Regions from separate parts of the Zea mays genome. Here region 1 is linked to region 2. A link is a contact called in public Hi-C data. All regions are on one chromosome and are shown on one strand. The core of a region is the stretch at or near the end of the contact, and the rest is flanking DNA. Distances in the headings are between cores, read along the strand shown. Region 1 holds the start of LOC100191779. Region 2 holds the start of LOC100272520 (Sugar transporter ERD6-like 3).

Region 1 (7,537 bases), core at 465-2,964, 330 kb before region 2:
TTTTGTTCTAAGGTGAGGTGGTTTGATAGAGAGTCCTTGGAGTCCTTTCTTATAGTACCTATTTATCCTTTGCATACCCTATGTCATGGGTGTGCGGCAAAAGGTTATCGTGTCTTAAATGCGCTATCCTTTTATGTTGGCTTTTGTGCCATGGTGTCCCATTGATGACATACAATCTGGTTCTGCCTTGGCCAAGTTCAAGGCCATTTGACCGAAGAGATCTAGGTCAGAGCTTGTTTGAGGTGATCAAGGTTGGGACCGACTAGACAGAGGGTCTAGGTCGGGGAATCTATGGTCGGGAAAACTCTGGTCAGGTTCGTCATGGTTAGATCTGACCTGGTTAAGGTGACTATGTTAGGTCTACCTTTTCTCGGGGTCATCTTGTACCATGTGGAAGCTCTTGCCTTTTAGAGTCGTCTTTTATGCTATTTTAAGGTACCCAATGTATGGGTATGCATCTCTATGTGTGACATGCTTGTGTTCAGTTTACTACATACAAGGACTAAAGCATCTATCACCTACTAACATAACAATAATTAAAATCACCATTTAATTCGCTATGGATTAAATGTGTCCGTAGTCACGAACCTTTTGCAGAATTGAGAAATAACTAGCCTGAGAATCAAACAATAAAAAAATGATTGTAACAATGGAGAGAGAGAGGTAGTGAAAGACATCTCCTTGAATGAGTGTTCTCGGAATGGGTGCAACTAAGGAGGTCGTGGGATTTTATGCTGTATATCCATCATTGTCGACTGAAAAAACCAAAAGATAGCAATGATAAAGCTATATAACACTACCAGCTCTCAAGCCAAAAACCGGTAGTAACATATATTACCACCGCTTGAAGCCACCGGTCGACATTTTACTGTGGCTTGAGACCTTAGTAATACTTTACTGCTGGTTTATGGCTTAAACCGATAATGATATATAGATTTTCACCTCCCCTTCTTTAACAACATCCAATTATTTTTTAGAATTTAAAGTTAAAAAAACGGCAACATACAATAGGGACGACGGCGAAAATCTGTTGTATAGTAGTGCTTAATACCGTGCATATTAATTTCCCTTTCATGAGCTATATAAAAAAACCCATTTTAATTTCAGACAAGGCGGCAATCACGTGCGGGCATCATTGACCAACATGTGGTTCACTTGATGGCATATAGATTATAGATAGACATGTCGTCGGTATTACCATTAGACTCCCGGATATACACGGCGTTGTCCTTGCAGACATTAACATAGACTCTCGCGCGCAGATATATTTTAGGTCGTTAAGTTACTTTTCGATATGCAAACGATTGCAGAAAACCCACAAACAACGTGTAGTAGTAATATATACAAATATTTTTAAGGAAAATTTCGCAAATAATGGAGAATATGTATCAAGATTTTCATACGTCTTTTCGAGGGCATGCAATGACGCGACGCAGCTAGCTTCTGACCGAATCTAATTTGGCCTCTGACTAATCTTTGCACTTCTCTCACAGGAACCTACGAGAGCTAGTTAGTAGTAATTATATTAAACCAGGCGTCGTAGACAAACTTGCATTGCGTTGCGTGTAGCCGTGTATATATAAGGCCTTGGGGATTTGGGTGGATAAAAGCACTCTAAGAAGACACACACACATATATATGGTTGCATATATTGCCTGCCATAGAGAGAGGGAAGTTAATAACAGTAGTACCGACTGAGAAGCACTGCACGATGAGCAAGACGATGCTTCCCATTGCAGCAGCCCTCTTTTCCTTCTACGCAGCTGTGGCCCTGCTCGGAGGATCTGCAGGCGGCCAAGCGGCGGTGGTCGAGCACACCTTTGTTGTGAGTAGAGAAACGCATATATGCCCTTGTGCTCTCGGGCATGCATGCAACCGATCGAGATCGATTTTTCATTTTCAAGATTCTTGAGTAGCTTCTGCACTTGTCTCTTTTTTTTAACCTCTTTTCAACTGAAATGAAAGCTTAACTTTGATAGATCTCTTTCTCTCTCTCTTTTTTTTTAACCTCTGGACACCTGGTGCATATGCATGTGACTGCTTAATCACAGGTAAAGCAAGTGTATATCCGACACCTCTGCAATGATACGCTGGCCACTGTGGTCAACGGTCAGTTTCCAGGCCCACCGGTAGAGGCCACGGAAGGGGACACGGTGATTGTGCACCTGGTCAACGAGTCGCCCTTTGAAATAACAATTCACTGGTACGTACGTGTGGAAGCTTGAGTGGCGGCGAGCTACTACCACCAGCCAATTAAATTAAACCAAGCATTATCCGGTCACGTAATGACAATAATAATTAATTAATTAATTAATTAATTAATTAATTAATATTACAGGCATGGCGTAAAGCAGCGCCTGACGTGTTGGGCCGATGGCGCCGGAATGGTAACGCAGTGCCCAATCCAGCCCAACTCCACGTTCACCTACCGTTTCAAGGTGGACGGGCAGGAGGGCACGTTGTGGTGGCACTCCCACGTCTCCATCCTCCGGGCAACCCTGCATGGCATCATCATCATCCGCCCCAAGTCCGGCTCTTACCCATTCCAGAATCATCAGCCTCATGTGGATGTTCCCATCATCATAGGTACGTACGTACGTACGTCCATTCCAGCTATGCATCTCAAGCTCTGAACCAAATGAATTAAACTGGCAGGTGAATGGTGGCAGAGAGATTTGATGAAAGTGGACAAGAACTTCTCCAATGGCGGCTCGTTCAGTGATAACCCCGCTGGGGCGACTATCAATGGAAAACTTGGCGATCTCTACAACTGCTCCGGTATCATTACAGTATATATATATGTATAACCAAATTGACCAACATTTTCCGGCCATGAAATTGAAAACTTGTGCATATATGCAGGCGTCGTAGAGGACAACTTCGTTCTCAACGTGGAGCAGGGGAAGACGTACATGCTCCGGCTCGTGAACGCGGCGCTCTTCTCCGAGTACTACTTCAAGGTCGCCGGCCACAAGTTCACCGTGGTGGGCGCCGACGCCAACTACATCACGCCGTACACCACCGACGTGGTGGCCATCGCGCCCGGCGAGACGTTCGACGTGCTCATGGTCGCCGACGCCCCGCCCTGCCGCTACTACATGGCCGCGCTCGCCAACCAGCCGCCGGCGCCGGACCCGCAGATCCCGGTGTTCGTATCCAGAGGCATAGTGCAGTACGCCAACGACGACACAACCGGAGCCGCGGCCAGCGGGTGCAGAGACGGCCGCCCGCCTCCCATGCCGGAGATGCCCGACCAGCACGACACGACCACGACGTTCCACTTCCACGGCAACCTGTCCGGCCTGCCGACGCACCCGCTGCTGCCGCAGCTCCGGGGCCGCGTCGACGACCGCCTCTTCATCTCGCTCGGCAAGGGCACCATCTGCCCAGGGGACAGGCCGTCCTGCAGGCGGGGAGGCGGCGACGAGGCCGAGGCCATCGAGGTGGCCTACATGAACAACGTCTCCTTCCGCCTCCCCGAGAGGATGTCCATGCTGGAGGCGCGGCAGTACGGCGGCAACGCCGGCCTCGCCGTGCAGGAGCTGCCGGCCAGGCCGCCCAGCGTGTTCAACTTCACCGACCCGGCGCTCATCCCTGTCGGCCCCGGCGTGCCGCTCGAGAAGATCGAGGCCACGCGGAAGGCCACCACGGTGCGCCGCTTCGCGCACAACGCCACGGTCGAGGTGGTGTTCCAGAGCACGGCCACCATGCAGAGCGACTCCAACCCCATGCACCTCCACGGCCACGACTTCTTCGTGCTCGCGCAGGGCCACGGCAACTACGACCCGGCCAAGCACGTCAGGACCTACAACCTCGTCGACCCCTTGCTCAAGAACACGGTGCAGGTGCCCAGGCTTGGCTGGGCCGTCGTCCGCTTCGTCGCCGACAACCCGGGCGCGTGGTTCATGCATTGCCACTTCGAGTTCCACATCGCCATGGGCATGGCCACGGTGTTCGAGGTGGCCAACGGAGCCACGCCGGATGACACGCTGCCCCCGCCGCCGCCAGATCTTCCCAAGTGCATACCACACAAGAAGGAATAATAAGAAAAATACAGCAGCTTAAGGCCAATACGTACGTAATACGGTAGTATATTTATTATTATTATTATATTCGAGCAAGTTTGCAGAAGATGATGGACACTATATTTGAAAAAGAAGATCCACGCTATGGCTGGTTAAGGCATCTTCCATTGGAGAAAATGCTATTGTATTAATCACCTTATTTTTGACTAATTCTTGTGACGACCAAGGTAGTCTAGTTTTGAATAAATTGATTACTGCTTTGTTGAGACAGAGACGGACACAATTCTAGGCCACCACGAAAGGCTGATGGCGGAGTGATGACTGTTGGTGTGAAAGAGAACCTCACCTACTTGGTGGAGGTTGCAAGGGTATTGGACGAGTTAAGGGGTAGTTTGGAGACTTAAATGCTCTTGGATTCTAATCTTTTTTTGGGTGAGCAATATCAGGAGGTGTCATTTGAATAACACATTTAGTTATTTATGGGCCCTTTCTATAGATAAAGGGAGGATGGCAGAGTTGTGGTTGTTGGTGTGAAGTGAATGGGTGACTGGGTGTAAATGAGAACCTCACCTACTTGGTGGAGGTAGCACGGGCATTGGGCAAGTTAGGGCATGTACAAGCATATAGAATGTGTTTGGTTTGGCTTTTGCCCCCTAAAAGCCAAAAGCCTAACCAAAAGACTGGATCTAGAAATCAGTTTTTTTAAAAGCTGATTTTCTCGCAGTACAAAACTAAAAACACATCTGAATCTGCTTTTTGCAGCTTTCAGATGAAAAGGTTAAATAAACTAAAAATACATTAGCTCGGGGTGGGGGTCATATGAACATCGTCCATAAAGTGAATGGAGTAATAATTGGATTTTTAGTTTATGTGAAAGGGTGAAATAATAAGTTTGTGTGAGATATGTTGTGATTAGGCTAAACCTAACTATATTTCTAATATTTCTAATTCTAGCTTGAGGTGTGGTGCTTATCCAGAAATGGACATTTAGAAATCTAAAATATTTGGATTCATATCTGCTGAAACTTGAAGCATGGATATCTATATTCATACCCATTTATAATATGAATATCAAAACATAAATTCGTTTTTCATTATTTTTCTTTATCTTATTCTAAATCTGTCGATAAAAAGAATATAATATCAAATATTTATTTGTATTTACGAAGAACAATGCATAATAAATTTATTCTAAAATTTTATTTTCCATAATTATGGTCTAATTATTTAATTTCAGTATTATTAAGATGTATTGGAACTATTTCGTAGCATATTTATAAGTAACCTTTAACATTCATTTTGTACCATTAATTATACATAAATTTTAAATTAATTTTATCATTTTTCTAATTTAGTTTATACCTAACATATTCATTATTAAAAATTATTTTAACACAATTGATTTATTTTTACTATTTTATATTATGTTATATATTTTTTAATTTAATTATAGATATTATATAAAGCATCATTGATATATTTAATTAATAAAAATTTGCTGATGACTATATTAGTTTTTATCAGCTATTCTTGTCTTATGTACTTACACTTAATTCTCTGCTTGTGCAATGATTTTATAATTGATAAAGCAAAATGACTACTTGTTGCATATATTTATGTTTAAATTTGTTCATTTAACCTATCATTTCATTAAATATTATCTATTATAGTTTAGTTTACTTTGATTTTAGATATTGTTAGGAGACTTCATTTTGGTTGTCGACAAATCTTGTAATAAAATGTTATTCATCTATGTTAAATTTAATAATGTGTACTTTGAGTTAAATTAAATAAATAGTTGAATAGAAATCCAAATCTGAAATATTTAATTTGTATTTGTATTTGACAAAATCCATATCCGTATTTGAATCTAAACTAAAATATGGTAAAAGCAACATATGAAGGTTCCATATTTCCATCCGTAGGTGATTAGCTTGTCGCTATGGGGAAGGAGTTGTAAGGTTATCTTCAATAGTCTCACGTATCTCACTTATCTCATCTTGTTTTTTTAAGCTTTACTTTATGAACAATGTCGTCTGCAGTGCAAAATAGTATAAATTAGTGTTTTGTATGACCATATACATGGTCCTGTAGAGGCTATCTAATGTTATCTCTAACAGCTTACTTATCCTTATTTCTCATTCCAAACTCTACTATATAAACAGTATAGTCTACAATACAAAACCATATTTTGCATGTCTATATGCATGATCCGTTGGTCATAGCCTAAGGTGTGGTTGGTCAATGAGATGAGACTACCATAGGAGCGTGTTGGATATATTGGACTCCGCAAAGATATTTAGGTAGTGTTTGGTTCTGAAGCCTGTTGAGATGGAGCTGTTGTTGTTCGATTATTCCTGTCCCATATGGATTTGATGGGATTGGAAAAAATTACCAAAGATTTTGACTTGTTTAGGATTTAAACCTACCAAAACCCACTCAATCCATATGGATGTTGGGGCGAAGGCGAAGACGCTACCCTTCGCGTGAAGCCTTTGTCGCCTCGCTACACCAATGAAGGCGAGATGATCGGCGCGGTTGCCCTTCGTCCTCTCCATTGCAAGACGGAGGCCAGACTCCAACGAAGTCTGACCGTCATGTGTCCTCATCTCGCCCAGAGGCCCACGTGGAATTCGGCCCACTGTAACGGGCCCCGCGTGGACAAGCATGTTACGGGCCTCATCTGTAATAGCTTTTCTGTAATGACGGTCTGTAACCTCCCTTTATGGGAATATTCTGGGGATAGTCTGGGTACCCAAGGGCATAAACGTCCTTTCCCTAGAACGTTGGACACTCGGGTACCTATAAATACCCCTGTACAATGTCCTTGAGAGGCCAGATTAACAGAGCAATTGTCATCCCGCGTTAAACTTTGCTTGCACTCTTCCCACTTCCCCGTTGAATCCACTTGCCCAGGAGAGCAAGTTCCAACATTTGGCGCCCACCGTTCGTGCTACGAACAAACCACCCGCGATGGCCCCCAAGAGAGCTACTTCTAAGGCAGCCCCATCCGTCGATGAAGCGGCAAAGGCGGTGCTCTCAAAGACAACACCCACCAAGAAGCCTCCGAAGACGAAGCTCTCAGCAAGAGACAACGCCAAGAACACCCCACTCCCGAAGGCACTGTACGCACCTGCAGCTCCGGAGGGCAACCACAAGCACCACCCCCAGGCTTCGCTCCACTAGAGGGCGAAGACGCAGCAGAGGACGGCGAAGTCATCGGCATCTCAGCCGAAGAACAACTACAACTACGGGCCCTGCGCATCAAGAACCGCAACCTCCAAAAACAGAGAGACATCCTCGAGGCCAAGCGCCAACATGTCACCGCGCAAGCCAAAGTGCGCCAGATGATACGAGACGAGGAACAAAGAGCCCGGGAGCTCTAGCAAGAGATCGCGATCATGCAGAGCGAAGGCCAGCATGATCTGCAGCACGACCCGCCCCTCCAACAGCGCGCGCCAGCCGGAGACTTATTCATACCCCAGCGTGGGCCCTTCGTCCCGCATGCCGCA
Region 2 (7,364 bases), core at 3,586-6,085:
TATCGACCATTCAACCCTAGGTATCCCGTGTGGTCACTAATGTGACACTAAACATGTATGGTGATTTATACCCGTCTTGGTTGTGTTTGCAAACTTTTGAGTACCCTATCCAGTGTGAGATCTAGTGTGTTATCGGACATGTGCAGTGCATTTTGATCTCCCGCTCACATGTTGTAGAGCTGACTATATGCCCTATCTAGTGTTGCATATGATGCATATATCTGGTGCACACATAAATGTCTAGTGCACTCATTTTATAGCACATTCTTTAGTAGAGGCACTACACCTATCTGGTGCAACATTTTATGCACCCATGGACATGTTTGGTGCTCTCTGCAATTCTGTTTTCTTCGTGTCTCTCTGTGTATTTGCTTGGGTTTTTTCAGCCTTATGTCTTGGAATCTTTCTTGATATTGATAGGCCTCCAATGAGTCTTATAATGTCTTCCTTTAATGTGTTGATCTCCTTGATCACCTCATTGCCTTCGTCAAAGTCCATACTGCATCTTTTGAACTATATTCATGAACACTAGCAAACATCATTAGTCCAAATGGTTATGGTGTTCATCAAACACCAAAACACTTAATTAGGGATGTAAATGGTATGGATATTATCCGTCCGTATTCGAATCCTATTCGTCTAAAGAGGGTTGAGATCTGATCCATATCCGAGTTTGGGTACTCAGTATTCGATCCATATCCAATCTTTATCTGTATTCGTATTATCAAAGTTGTATATTTAAGATGTCGATATCTATTCAAATCTTATTCAACGCAATTTTATATAATATCCTAATCGTATCCAAATCTGAAGGGAAAATATGAAAACAAATATGGAACGAGTAATATTTGTTCATATCTGATCCGATTATACCCCTACACTTAATCAAATGGATCATGGTCCATTTTTCTTACACAAGGTAATAATTCCTTGGATGGCTAATCATGCATAAGGTTAACATGCTCTTTGCAAGTTATGGGCTTCACCAACTTTCAAATAACTTTTATTGATGTAAATGTCAAATAGAGTCTTTGTTTTTTCATATCAATTAGAGTTTTTGCTTTTTCCTTTGCAGATATACTATGTTTACTGGTGTGATTGACTCAAGAGGGGTGAGATGAGAGAAGGCAACATCTGGGTCACAGAGTTTAGCGATTAGCTCTTCTTGTAGTTGAGGGCAAGATGCTAAAGTCACTTGTCTGCGTGAAAAGATGGCCTAATTAATGTGATGCCTACTATACAAACTACATCGCTTCACAATAATATTACTATGCCAATCATTATGCTTCATAGATTACTCATCAAATTCAGGTACGTTTAATTTGTGTCAATTATTTGAATTAATTGAATATGTAATTGATCACTAAAACAGTGCATTCATAGACACCATTGTAAGGTGCAGGATTGAAACTGAACATTCAACTTCCATCGATGGGGATGCCACCACCTAGGCCACCTGCACCATGGCATCCACCTTAGGTAAACTATTTCAACATAAGTTAAACTTATCTGTATATGCACCTTGACATCTAACACTTGTATATTTAGATTTATAGAAATATGTTGTCTAGTTTACAAGCACCTAGATTTTGAGACGACGGTTCGAGCTCACATGTCCAAGGATTTCTATGTGTCACACCTACAAGTAGCATACAAAACTCAAACTATATTCATGAGCATTGTCTAGATGTGTGAGTGTCGTACCTGGATGAAAAACACTTATAGTTGTTGAGCAAGTTCTTTTCATACTTTGTCATGCTTAGAAGATGTTTAAACATGTTCACTAGTATTGTTTGACATGTATGTGTGAAATTGATGTATGAAAGTGAGAATTTGAACTTTCTTTGGGTTATAAGATGTATGATGTGATGTGCATATATGACATGTTTTTAAATTATGGACTAAGGAAAAAAGAAAAATAAATAGCACTTTTTAATGTAACTTCCATCTAATGATCATAGCTTTTGGAAGTTCACACAGGATAGGTAACTTTTGATGACTATGGTTGGCTATCGAAAGTGAAACTTAACTTATTACAGTGCCACCATGCGATAGAAGTTAGTGGTCCAACCACGTTAACTTCCGATGGTTTTGTCAGGCCGTCGGAAGTTAGTTAACTTTTCTCTCATTTCTATTGACACCTATCCGACATTGGATGTTAGAGTATTCCATCCAAAATTTGTTAACTTTTGGCATCTTTGGCTAACTTTCAATAGTTTTGACCACCGAAAGTCAGTTGTTTCCTGTTGTGTATGCATGCAAATGTCCGACATTCATCCTATTATATTAGAATAACCAATGGTACTCTGTTTTGGTGGACCTACCAAATGATGAATAGAATATTTATAGGCATAGCAATTGAAAGGGTATTAAAGTGAACTCTTAATTTATTTAGTGAAGTTATTCTATCACATTTAATACATGAGGGAGTTATATGATTGGAAAATAAAACATCATAAATAAGCATATTAAACACAAGATAGTATGACCCTTTATCATGATGATCTCCATTACCTAGTCCTATTTATGGATGTTACATTTGGGTCATACCATAAATAATATTGCTTGCAATATCAAGTTAGGAGGAGAACTGGATACTATCATCAGTGTGAAAAGATATTGTCCAAATAATGTATGTGTTGTTCGCAAACGGCAGTCCCTGATGGTCTCAAGGCAGTGCCTTGAAACCTCCTAAAATTTCATCAATCATATCAATGAGTTTGCTATGAAATTTCATCGGATTGACCAAATCAAGCTGATTCCGAGATATTATAAATGTCCCTATTTTCACCGTCAATCATGTTGACTATCATGTGAGATAGAACAAGAACAATACACCCAAGTCGGATATGTTGTCTTTTCCAACCTGAAAGATATACACATTGTTAGCTTCGTTGGTGACTTCAGCCGGTAGGGGAAAGTTGTGCGAGTGTCGGATGAAAGTGAATTGATCTCATGCCCTAATAGTGATTGTAGCTAGTAGGAGCAAACATGATGTGCAACAATACCAACAACTATCTCATTTTTTGCACTTTTTGCTACAATCAAAGTAAAATATATTTGGAATATACTAGGCATGTCGCATATATGCAAACCATCTAGATTAAAAAACACACGTGACTTGGTTCTAACACCACTGTAGAGAAAAAGGTGTATTATAAACTATCATATCTATCACGTTCAACCAAGATAGAATGCATATAAATGATCATCGATCGTAACCATTAGACGTGCAATACAGCGGAAGAATAGTGTGTTGATATAGTGGAAGTAGTCATACGTCCTCACGTAGCAGCAATAATGATTTTACACGTACTCCACAAGTCTGTTACTGATCAACACCGCTATAAAAGAAGCAGTGTGTCCAAGGTATACACGTATGCGGAGATAAACTGTCGTGACGCTAGTGTGCTAGTAGTGCCACGCTCGCGAAACGGTGACGATAAAGTCTTAGACGTCTGCAACCCTAAGAAGAGAGACGGTGGGCATCTCAGATCATTATCTTAAATGCTCGTTAACTTTCTCATGGTCCATGATTGTCTCTTGGACATATATTATTATATATTATTATTATTTTCATCGCTACTGCCTACTCAACCAGGTTTTGGGATGATCGATGGATCTTGGATAGACTGCTTAAGCACCATTTTCTGAAACTTCTTAAAATTGTGCGTAAAAATAATGCTTTAGTCAAGGATGTTATGAATGAAAATATACCCAACTTATCTTTTTGGAGAGCTATTGTTGAGTTAAAACTGGTTGAGTGGCAGAATTTATCAAATTTAATGGCAATTGTTCTAGGACGATCAAGACACTAATTCTTCTCGGGGGGGCATCGAGATGAAATTTTTTTCAGTTCGTTCAATGTGCTTTCTTTTAATGAATATTGCCCCTTAAATCGCAATATGATGCTTTGGAAAGTAAAACTACCCCTCAAAATTAAAATATTCTTGTGGTATTTAAGGAGGGGCGTTATTCTCACTAAAGACAATTGTTCTGGGACGATCAAGAGACTAATTCTTCTCGGGGGCACCGAGATGGACTTTTTTTGGGGGCACCGAGATGGAATTTTTTCAGTTCGTTCAGTGTACTTTCTTTTAATGAATACTGCCCCTTAAATTGCAATATGCTGCTTCGGAAAGTAAAACTACCCCTCAAAATTAAAATATTCTTGTGGTATTTAAGGTGGGGTGTTATTCTCGCTAAAGACAACTAGCTAAGCACGTGTGGAAAGCTAATTTGAATTGTAGTTTTTATTATCAAAATGAGACTATTCAATATCTTTTTTATTATTACCTTGCTAGAAATATTTTAAGAATGAATTACTTTGCTTTACATATAGAGATACACAACGGGGTCAATCATATAACTAGAAATTGGGTTGCTAAAAAGGGAATCACATATAGGAAAGAAAAATCCTAGTTGGAGTGGCGACAATTTTCTGGTGTATTTGGCTTTTATCGCAAGATGTGGTCTTTGCTTTTAAATCGATATCATCAATTATACATGTCATTTTCAGAGGAACATACTGCTTCGATTCTGGAGGTTGTTGTGGAAAAGAAGAAGAGGATCCATAGGTGGTAGCCACAGAGATTTTTACAAGAAATGGATAGAGAAATCTAATTAAGCAAGTGACAAAGAGAAGACAAGAGGGGAACCAGGAGATGAAGCATCAGCATGGCCGGAAGAAGCACATGCAACAGGCCGTTCACTCTCTGCCGTGCGCTTGGACCGATCAGCCCGGGCAGCCGCTCGTCGTCCACTGGTCCCGCTCAGAGCAGCTCCAAACAAAACCAAACGCGGACGGGACTGGGCGGGACCGCGGGAGGGACAAGACAACCCATGCATGGCCGGTCCGATGGAGCGAGAGGGACGAGACGCAGCCGAGAAGCCCCTCTTGGTAAGGGTGGGCGGCAGCGGTGGTAGCCAGGGCGGCAGCGCCTCCTCTTCTTCGGTTGCCGTGGTGGTCGGCTGCACCGCCATCGCCGTCGCCGGCTCCTTCGAGTTCGGAATGTCGGTAATAATAAGCCCCTGCGCGCGTTTAATTACGTGCTACATTCGATATTATTTCCATTGCTGCGCGCGTTTAATTCTTGCTTATTACGCTGCGCGCTGCAGATCGGCTACTCGTCACCGACTCAGCTGGGCATCATGCGCGATCTCCGCCTCTCGTTAGCTGAGGTACGGTGCCCACAGCTGATGATGATGGAGCTCACTCTTGAGCATCTCACTTCGTGATAAACTACGTTAATGAACACCTGATGCAGTACTCTGTGTTTGGCTCGATCCTGACCATCGGAGCGATGCTGGGTGCCATTGTCAGTGGATCTGTAGCCGATCGAGCAGGTCGAAGAGGTGTAAGTGCTAATCCCATTCCGATCCGGAACCACCCCGCCCAAGCTCCTTGAACCGAGCTAAGCACCAGAGCAAACTTCTTCTTGGAATGCCAAATAAAGCGAAACAGCTAGCGAGCCAGAATGATTGTTTCATTTGTATATATATGTTCTCCATCCGTCGTCGGCCGACCTCTCTAGTCTCATGTAGCTTCTTGAACATGCTGGCGGCACGCAGGCAATGGCGATATCGGATGTTCTCTGCGCTCTTGGGTATCTCCTGATAGGATTTTCCCAGGTCCCGCTCAGCTAGCCCTCATCTTTCTCACATGCATGTCTCGTTTTGCTTCCTATAGTTCATCTGATTTTTTCTTTTCTTTTCTTTCGCTGGTAGAGCTATTGGTGGCTTGACATCGGAAGGGTGCTGATCGGATGCGGAATCGGGATTCTGTCATATGTGGTGATTACAATAAGCAACGACTCCCCCATGTTTTTACTTTTTTTTTTTACTTAACTAATTTAGTTTGAATTCTGTTGTGCTGGAACAGGTTCCGGTCTACATATCAGAGATAACGCCAAAGGACCTTAGAGGAGGCTTTGCAACTGTAAACCAGGTTTCTTTTTTCTGTGTTCAAGGGAAAGTATAATACTGGTTGTTTAGACTTCAGAGCATGCTGGTTTTTATCTCAAGAGATGATTAAAGACAAATGAGACTCGTGTCCATTCATGCAGTTCATGATTTGCTGCGGAGGGTCGCTTGCATTTGTTCTTGGGACATTTATCGCCTGGCGCACCTTGGCGATCGTTGGTAAACTGTCCTGTTTTGTTGGGCCGCATGTAAAGTAGCTTGTTTGTGTATACCTGTCTACAATTCCTGTGAAATGACAATACGTTGTGCTAATCCAGTTGTATAAAGAGCCTATACGGGGCCAATTTAGTTGACATTAATTCTCTTCTAACTAACAGTATCTGCTTCAAAATGTGCACATGTGAACTACTACCCTGCAAGCATACTCTTTAGTATATGCATTAATGCTATAGCTTTTGTGTTGCAGGAGTGGTGCCGTGTTTAGTGCAGCTGGTTGGCCTTCTTTTGATTCCCGAGTCCCCCAGATGGCTGGTGAGTTACCTTAATTTGAACTTTTAATAGTTAATACTTGTTGTTTGAGTTTAGTTACACTTCGGTTCCCGTTTGTGGTTGAAAATCACTCTTGATATATAGAATACACAAGTTTTTGGTGGCATTGACAAGCTTAAGAACTAAGATGGTCATTTGATGATCATGGTGATCGCCCACTTGAACGTTACACGAGGAACATACTTTGAACTCTTTAAGGAATCATTATACCAAAAAAAATTTAGCGCGAGAGTATATGTTCTTGCCTTGAGATGAACTTTGATATAAAAACTGAAGTATTTTTTCCAGGCTAGGTTTGGACACCCAGGTGCCTTTACAGGAGCACTGCAGACGCTAAGGGGACATGGAACCGATATCTCTGAAGAGGCCTCAGAAATAAAAGTATGGACAGGCCAAGAGTTCAAAACAGTAGTCCTTCAGTTGTATGCATCATGCTCCCTTGCTAATTCTACAGTCTATTTTGTCCAGGTTTTCACAGAAAAGCTTCAGCGCCTTCCGAAGTCGAAGATGTTAGACCTGTTTCAGAAGGAGTACATCCGTGCTGTCATAGTGAGCGTCCTGAAAAAAAAACCTGCAGTTCTTCTACATACACTCTCTGCTGTTTTCTAAAGCTTGGCTGGCTCCATGCTTAGGCTGGAGTTGGGCTCATGGCCCTCCAGCAGCTTGGGGGTGTCAATGGCGTTCTCTTCTACGCCAGTGAAGTGTTCGTCTCGGCCGGTAATGATCAATCAGAGAAGGGAAAAAAGAAAGAAACGTTTCACACACAGGCACTACACTACACTAGCGCTCATGCTATGATGCATCGATCGGTCAGGTTTCTCGTCGGGAAACACGGGAACAGTGGCCATGGCGGTAGTGCAGGTTCCGATGGTCGGACTAGGGGTGCTTCTGAT

The links. Hi-C and Micro-C count contacts between places; a contact is called where the count stands out from the background.
Region 1: a Hi-C map of leaf shows a contact between it and region 2, with 4 times the contacts expected there. The contact joins the promoter of LOC100191779 here to the promoter of LOC100272520 in region 2. A contact is called at or near these places in 2 of 25 Hi-C or Micro-C datasets (ear and leaf).

The regions. Positions count from the first base shown.
Region 1 is chr3:34,240,062-34,247,598 of Zm-B73-REFERENCE-NAM-5.0, reverse strand. LOC100191779 reads left to right here and starts at 1,714. Exons shown (of 5, transcript NM_001137204.1): 1 at 1,714-1,825; 2 at 2,052-2,203; 3 at 2,339-2,586; 4 at 2,656-2,778; 5 at 2,863-4,214. The coding sequence starts at 1,724. The coding sequence ends at 4,043.
Region 2 is chr3:33,914,470-33,921,833 of Zm-B73-REFERENCE-NAM-5.0, reverse strand. LOC100272520 (Sugar transporter ERD6-like 3) reads left to right here and starts at 4,835. Exons shown (of 17, transcript NM_001146989.1): 1 at 4,835-5,017; 2 at 5,119-5,181; 3 at 5,268-5,357; 4 at 5,572-5,631; 5 at 5,728-5,793; 6 at 5,882-5,947; 7 at 6,066-6,141; 8 at 6,389-6,453; 9 at 6,760-6,852; 10 at 6,940-7,020; 11 at 7,104-7,188; 12 at 7,286-7,364. The coding sequence starts at 4,847.